Linked DNA regions of Zea mays: region 2 is linked to region 1. A link is a contact called in public Hi-C data. All regions are on one chromosome and are shown on one strand. Each heading gives the region's core, a stretch centred on a gene start, on an enhancer-like site or on the middle of the called end of the contact. The rest is flanking DNA. Distances are from core to core; before and after follow the strand shown. Region 1 has its middle 19 kb from the start of LOC100193197. Region 2 has its middle 84 kb from the start of LOC103655927.

Region 1 (3,100 bases), core at 358-2,857:
TGATGATGATTACAAATCGGCCGTAGACCTCTCTTTTTATAGAGGAGGGGGGCTGGACCCTTTACACGACTGGATTCCGAGCTGATTCCACGAATCTAGCTAACAAACATAGCACAAAACTCGGAACCCTAATCTACTTTGCGCATGCGCGGACCGTCCGGCCCACAAGCGCGGACTGTCTGGACCGCGGACTGTCCGGCCTCAAGGCCGGACCGTCCGCGTGCTTATTTTGGTGCCAAACAGACCCAGAGGAATGGAGGTGATTCGAAAGGCTAAAACATGCATCTTTGATATTAAAAATTAAATAGAAAAGGGATTTTATTCTCGTGAATCCACCTCATCATCTAGCTTCCAAACAAACCCGAAAACTAAAATACTCTGAAATGTCTCAAGAAAACCTTTTTTTCCTAACGTCCTTTTTTCACTAGCATTTGTTAATGGTGGGCACCTGTGCGGTAAACGAGGTGGGCACCGATGTCAAAATCCACCATTACGAATTTACTTTTAAGCAGCGAACACATGTCTATGTTTGAATACAAAAGAGTTTATAGTTAGCTACTAAAATTAGTTAGAGACATCTAAACAATCGAACTAATAATTTAGCTATTAGCTACTTTTAGTTGTAGACATCCAAACATCTCTAGCTAATAGTCCAGCTAGCTATTGGCCTCACACTAACTATCCATTAGTTATTAGCTGGTCTAACCTAGCTAAAAGTAGCTAATAGTTAGCCAACTATTTGTTAGTTATTAGCTAATTTCAGTAGCAACTTTTTAACATCTAACTATTAGCCTCTAGTGCGTTGAAACGGGCATTAATGCTACGTATTTCAAACAGAAGTTAAACTACGTAGGTCCTATTTGGGAGGGCTCCTAAATTTGGCTTTGGCCCCTCCCAAACGGTTTCAAAATAAGAGCAGCCAACAAAGAGCACTGACGAAGAGTCAGAGCTATTTTTATAGAGAGAAGCTGGAGCCAAAAAGCTTCTTGCGGCTCCTCCCTTCTCTATTTTGCCCTTCTCTCACGTCAAGAGTAGCCGTTTTGCCAAACGATTTGTTAAAAACACTGGCTTCTATGGGGGAGCTGAGCTGCTCTTGAAAAAAGTAGGAACCGGAGTTATTTTTAGAGTAGCCGGAGCCGTGCTACATAGACCCCTTATAAAGAGTAGATGTTCATCTTATATGTATTACCATCACATGATATATGTACACCTACAAGACAGTTATACCATCCTCAAGTTTGCTCTTGCTACTGATTTCAAATATGGATACTGCTGTTTTCTCAGGTGGTACGGTGGTTGTTTTATTAAACAGTCACAGAGTATGCCCGCGGAGATTTGAAAGGCGCGGATGGATGTACACGGCAGGAAAGGACGTGACAGACTCTAGCAGACAGCTTGCCGGGGCTCGTCGTCCTGGCCGGGCCATCTATCGAGCGACGGCAACAAATTAAAGGCAACGCCGGCCAAGCTACGGCTCTGGTTCAAGCAGCTACTCGTGTGGCCAAGCCGGAGAACCCGGAGGCGACGACCACGGCGCAGGGCAATGATCCAGAGAGATCGACCTGGGGCAGCCTTTGTCGGTCGGCGCGGGTGGCGTGGGTGGGTGGCGCCCTCCCAACACCAACAGAATGGCTTGGGCCACCTCTCGTCCAGCCTTTCCCTGTCGTCATGTTCACGCGTGTCCTCTCCCTCCGTACCGGTGCAAAATGAATGGGACCAAATAGTAGTAACTCCACTATTCTCTCACTCCTACACGGGCCTTGCGAAACAAATAGTTATTGTTTATGTGGCTACTAATAGCTCACTCCTAGTCCTAGCTAAAGTGCTCCTTTAATTTAGAGGGGGTAGGAATTTCACACAAGAAAACCTTACACAGATTTTACATGAAACAGTTTTTAAAATACAGAAAAAAAATGCTCTTGTAATCTAACAAAAGGATCTAAAACTGGTACTGGTTGAATGAATTGTTGTTGCTTTTTTATATTAAAAAATGCCGTATGTATGACTTGTACTGTTGATTGACCACACAGTGACCACCAGCTAATAATTGCCAATCGGTGGTAGGACATGATGCTTTGGTGATAAATAGCTAGACGACACCATGCATGTCAATCCGTGTCTACTGCAACTAATCAGAGGGGAACAACAGACACATGACGAGCTGTCCCCTTCACTTTCACCCACATAATAAAATTAACCTCTCAAGGCACTTGGATATTTTTGCTTATACCTTCTTGCGGTTGGTTATTATTGGCTCATGATAGTTAGGGGATGATGTTTGGTTCCCAACTTCTAAACTTGGGTCTCCAAACTGCTAATAAACATTATGACAGAAGGAGACCTTCCATCATGTGGAAGCAAACCAACTAGGTTAAGCTTAGTATTACCCAAACAAAATTAAATGACTAACTAGCTAATATGGTGCTTTTAGTTACAAACCAATATGGTGCTTTTAGTTACAAACTAACTAGCTGAAAACTAGGTGCTAAAAACACACCACTGTACGTTTTACTATCGGTCGAAGAGGCATTCTAATCATCATATCATATCGGATCAGACGTTGGGGAAAGTGGAGAAGATGATCGAACACGTGTTGTGCCCCGTGGGCCAGGGCAACTGCTGCCTGTCGCCTCAGTGTTGCGTAGCATTGTTTCAGGTAAGATCACATCAAGAGTTTGGACGCTGGTGTGCAGCCGTGCAGGTGTCCCCTGAGCTGTACGATCGGATCCTACTCCATGCTGATCGTCATCTCTCTCTCTCTCTCCCTCATTCAACGGAAGAGGACGTCCGTCCAGGTGAAACTGTTGGACGCCGATGTCAACAGTCGCACTGGACCAGTAGTCCCAGTACGTCTGTACTGTAATCATATATACCTTATGGTATTAATAGTTTTTTTCTACAACATTGCTTAGTTTTAAAAATATTTGACCAAGAATCGAGTTTTTTAGAATTGTGACCATTTTCAGGATGGAGGGAGTAGTAAAATAGTAGCGCAGCTAGCATGATTCTGCAAGCTCGCGTGTGGCACTGCCATGTCCAGAAATGTATAGCTTCTGCAGGCATATGCTCTTGTGCTTCGCACAATTGTAGCACGTTACTA
Region 2 (3,263 bases), core at 314-2,813, 290 kb before region 1:
GAAAACCCTAATTTATGCCCTATGGGATGATTTCAATTTCTATACACTTTTGGACCAAAATGCATATATCAAAGTGGTAAAGTATCAAAAACTAAACAACTTTTACATTAGAGGATTTTCATGTAATGTGGAACAAATTGGACTAATTTGTGAAAAAGTCACAAGGACACCCATATGGCTAACTCTGAAATTAGTGTGTTTAAGTTGACTTTGGAACCTTGTGTTTCTTAATCCATGAAGATTTTGCCCTAGGTCACTACAACAAGTTTGTAGAGGTAGCATAGGGGTACAAGTTTGATTAAGTGACTGAGCATTGGTGCTGTATGAAAATGGGAGATAAATGGACCTAAAATTAGGCTGTCAGTCACCCTGAAGCTGAAATTTCGACTGACAGTGAACTGGGACAAACTTTGAGAGCAATTTTGAATAAGATCCAGTGGATGTTTGATCGAGGTTGCTATAACAAAATCAAAGCTAGTATGTAGGGGATCAACTTTGCTACAAACAAATTAGTAGGTTAGTACATAAAAGTTTGTGAAAAGAGCTCCTAAACTTGCTCTGTCAGAACAAGCTGAATGTGATTCTGATGGTACAGTAACTGAACCAGATCACTGATTCAGTGAATCTGTCACCGCCGGTGAGCTGGCGTCGCGATTCACGCCGGCCGCCGTGATTCGTGCCGGTGTGAAGTGGATAACCGTGGCGGGTGAAAGATCTTGACCGCGGATGGGGCTGTGAGCTGGCCGCCATACCCACTTGCCCCGTGACTGGTCGAGATGACCATCGCCAGAGTTCGCCGCTTACCGCCTAGACGCCACGTATTCGGGAGTGTTACCACGTCACAGTGGACCGTCGTGGATAGCTCGTCTATCGCCTGAGACATTGCCCCGGTGAACGTCACAGTAGTTTCGCGTCGGTGACTCACTCCCCCTCTCCGGCCACCAACTTCTTTTTTCCAAATTTGGAGCCACCGCTTACGGATACTATAAATTAAGTGCACAACCAGCTTCGTTAGCTTATTACGAAACCCGAACACCAACTCTCGCCTCCGATTAGCCACTGTGGACCGCGAATTTTGGTTTTGCCCCAAATCAGCCAAACTGGTCGCCGAGGAGAGCTCTTCCGTGGTCAGTGTCGCCGAAGGTAGTTCTAGCCCAATTACGATCTGTTCTAGCTTCCTTTCGGTGTGACGATGCTCCCCATACTTAGAATTCGAACGCTACCGCGCCTCATCGTCGGGAACGGCTTGGCCCGCCCTCGGTTTTTGTCGTCGTCGTAGATAGGAGAATCCAGGGCCGGATGAGCTCGATTAGAGCATTGCCTAGGCTCGCCTGGGTTCGGGGATTTCTATCGAGTGCTCGGTTTCATCAGGCATCACCATTTGGGGCGATTTCTCGTGAGAGATGGCCGGCGGGTGAGCGCGCCGTCGCCGGGGATTGAGTTGGAGAAGGAACAGAAACTCTAGGTTTTATCCACAAATGTCAGCGAGACAGAGAAACAATGTCACAGGCTCTTTACCGGTTTTTCAAATCACCGAGGGTCCTACGCAAAATTGCCAACAAAGGCGCGCGCGCGGGCGCACTTTTCCTGGTTGTGGCTCGGTTTGGGCCAGAATCAGCTCGGTACTATTCATAATTTTCCTTTTTCCTTTTTCTGCCAGACATGGAAAATTGTAGGAAATTTTAAAAAAATGGTAAAATTATAGGACCAATTTTTCTAAACTCCTAAATTCATCTAGTATTTAATAAAAATAGTTCCAAGATTTTTAGTCCAAACCTGGATTTATTTAGAATTTAAATATGCATAAATCCAGTCTTTTAGAATTTTAGAATTAATTTGGTAGCTCCAAAAATAATACAACTTTTTGGGTAAGCTTAGTTTGATGATTAAAGCCCTTGGGTGGAGTTTGAAGTGATTTGGACATTGTTTGGTCTCAAACCCAATAAGCTAGCCTCCTAGGGTTTAATTGCCTAGTACTGATAGAATACTAACTCAGGAAACCCTAGTCACTAGTGTGTACCGTGAAGGAAAGTTGTATTCAAGATACAACCTAGTATGTTTCTATTACATACCTGCATATTCATAGCATCACATAAGCATTCATGTATATGTATAGAAAACGAAGAAGAAGCTGTAGTCAAAGAAGAAGTTGTCCCACAAGCTGAGGATCCCCCAGTTGAGAACAACTTCTATTTTGACTTCTGTGGGACAGACCCAGAACCTCCTGCAACACAAGGCAAGCCCCAGTGCATTTACCCCTTTCCTTGATGTTTTAAACTCTTTATCACTTGAGATGATGCATTAGGTGATGATAGGAGTTGTGTGCTAAACAATTGCTGCATTTCCATCCTTGGAACTGATTACCATTCCTTGATACCTGTTTTACTTAAAGTTTTCTGATGCTTAGCTTTGCTTTAGAAAACAAAATGTTTTGTTTTAATCAAAAGATGATGCTTCATATGGAATGGGAAGTTTTCAAAGAAAAGACTTGATGGTGAATCCATCATGGCCATGATGGGTTCAACATATGAAAAGATGTACCTCTGTCAGGTACCAAACTTTGGGTTGCAAATGATAAAGATGAGACCGAGCGGGTGACTTGCACGAGAAGGAAGTCTCGGTGTAGTGTCTCTGTCTGAGTCGATTAAGGACCAAACCGATGTAGGCTTGATGATCGAGGACCTTTTAACTGGCCACATGCCTCGTCATGGGTAAGCTTTGCCTCGGTCAGACCAATACCTGAAAGGCCACCACGCAATGGAAGTGGAGAGATGGTGAGAGTAGCGTGTACCCTCCGTGGCAAGAGGCTGGACTGTGGTGTATCTGTGCTCTCGAGTGGCGTGAACCCGTTCTGGTCTTGAGAAACCTGATGGTAAGTTGACATATACAAGGGTTAAGTGCTACATATGTCGTGTGGCTGGAGATCCCCAGCTGGGTATTAATCGATTCGGATCGCCGTTACTTCTCGGACATGAAGACTTGGTCACTGACTTACACGTAGCAATCCAGTAAACTTAAGGGGTGATAAAAGATGGCTAGTGTAGGCTAAGTGCCTGAACTAGGATAGAAAGAACTCTAGATACAGGTAATGACTTAACCTGATAATAAAACTGGATTTTTAAGGATCCACTGTTAGTAAGCTTTTCTACAAACAGAGTCTTTGATTCTTGATCAGCTTTACCTTGAATCCCACAAGCCAGCATATCCTTGAGAAGTCTTTTTCCTTTGTCGGGTAAGACTTGCGAAAGTACAGTCCATACTCA

What was found. A called contact is a pair of places that touch in the nucleus more often than the background predicts.
Region 2: a Hi-C map of leaf shows a contact between it and region 1, with 5 times the contacts expected there. The contact joins two enhancer-like sites. A contact is called at or near these places in 5 of 25 Hi-C or Micro-C datasets (bundle sheath, ear, leaf and 1 more).

The regions. Positions count from the first base shown.
Region 1 is chr4:222,422,803-222,425,902 of Zm-B73-REFERENCE-NAM-5.0, reverse strand. No RefSeq gene overlaps it. Among protein-coding and RNA genes, the nearest start is that of LOC100193197, 19 kb to the right of the region's middle. Within about 2 kb of position 1,607, at least 19 of the 20 cell types and tissues checked have an H3K27ac peak or open chromatin away from gene starts, as enhancers often do. A contact at or near this core is called in bundle sheath, ear and leaf, where this site is marked.
Region 2 is chr4:222,714,496-222,717,758 of Zm-B73-REFERENCE-NAM-5.0, reverse strand. No RefSeq gene overlaps it. Among protein-coding and RNA genes, the nearest start is that of LOC103655927, 84 kb to the left of the region's middle. Within about 2 kb of position 1,563, at least 12 of the 20 cell types and tissues checked have an H3K27ac peak or open chromatin away from gene starts, as enhancers often do. A contact at or near this core is called in bundle sheath, ear and leaf, where this site is marked.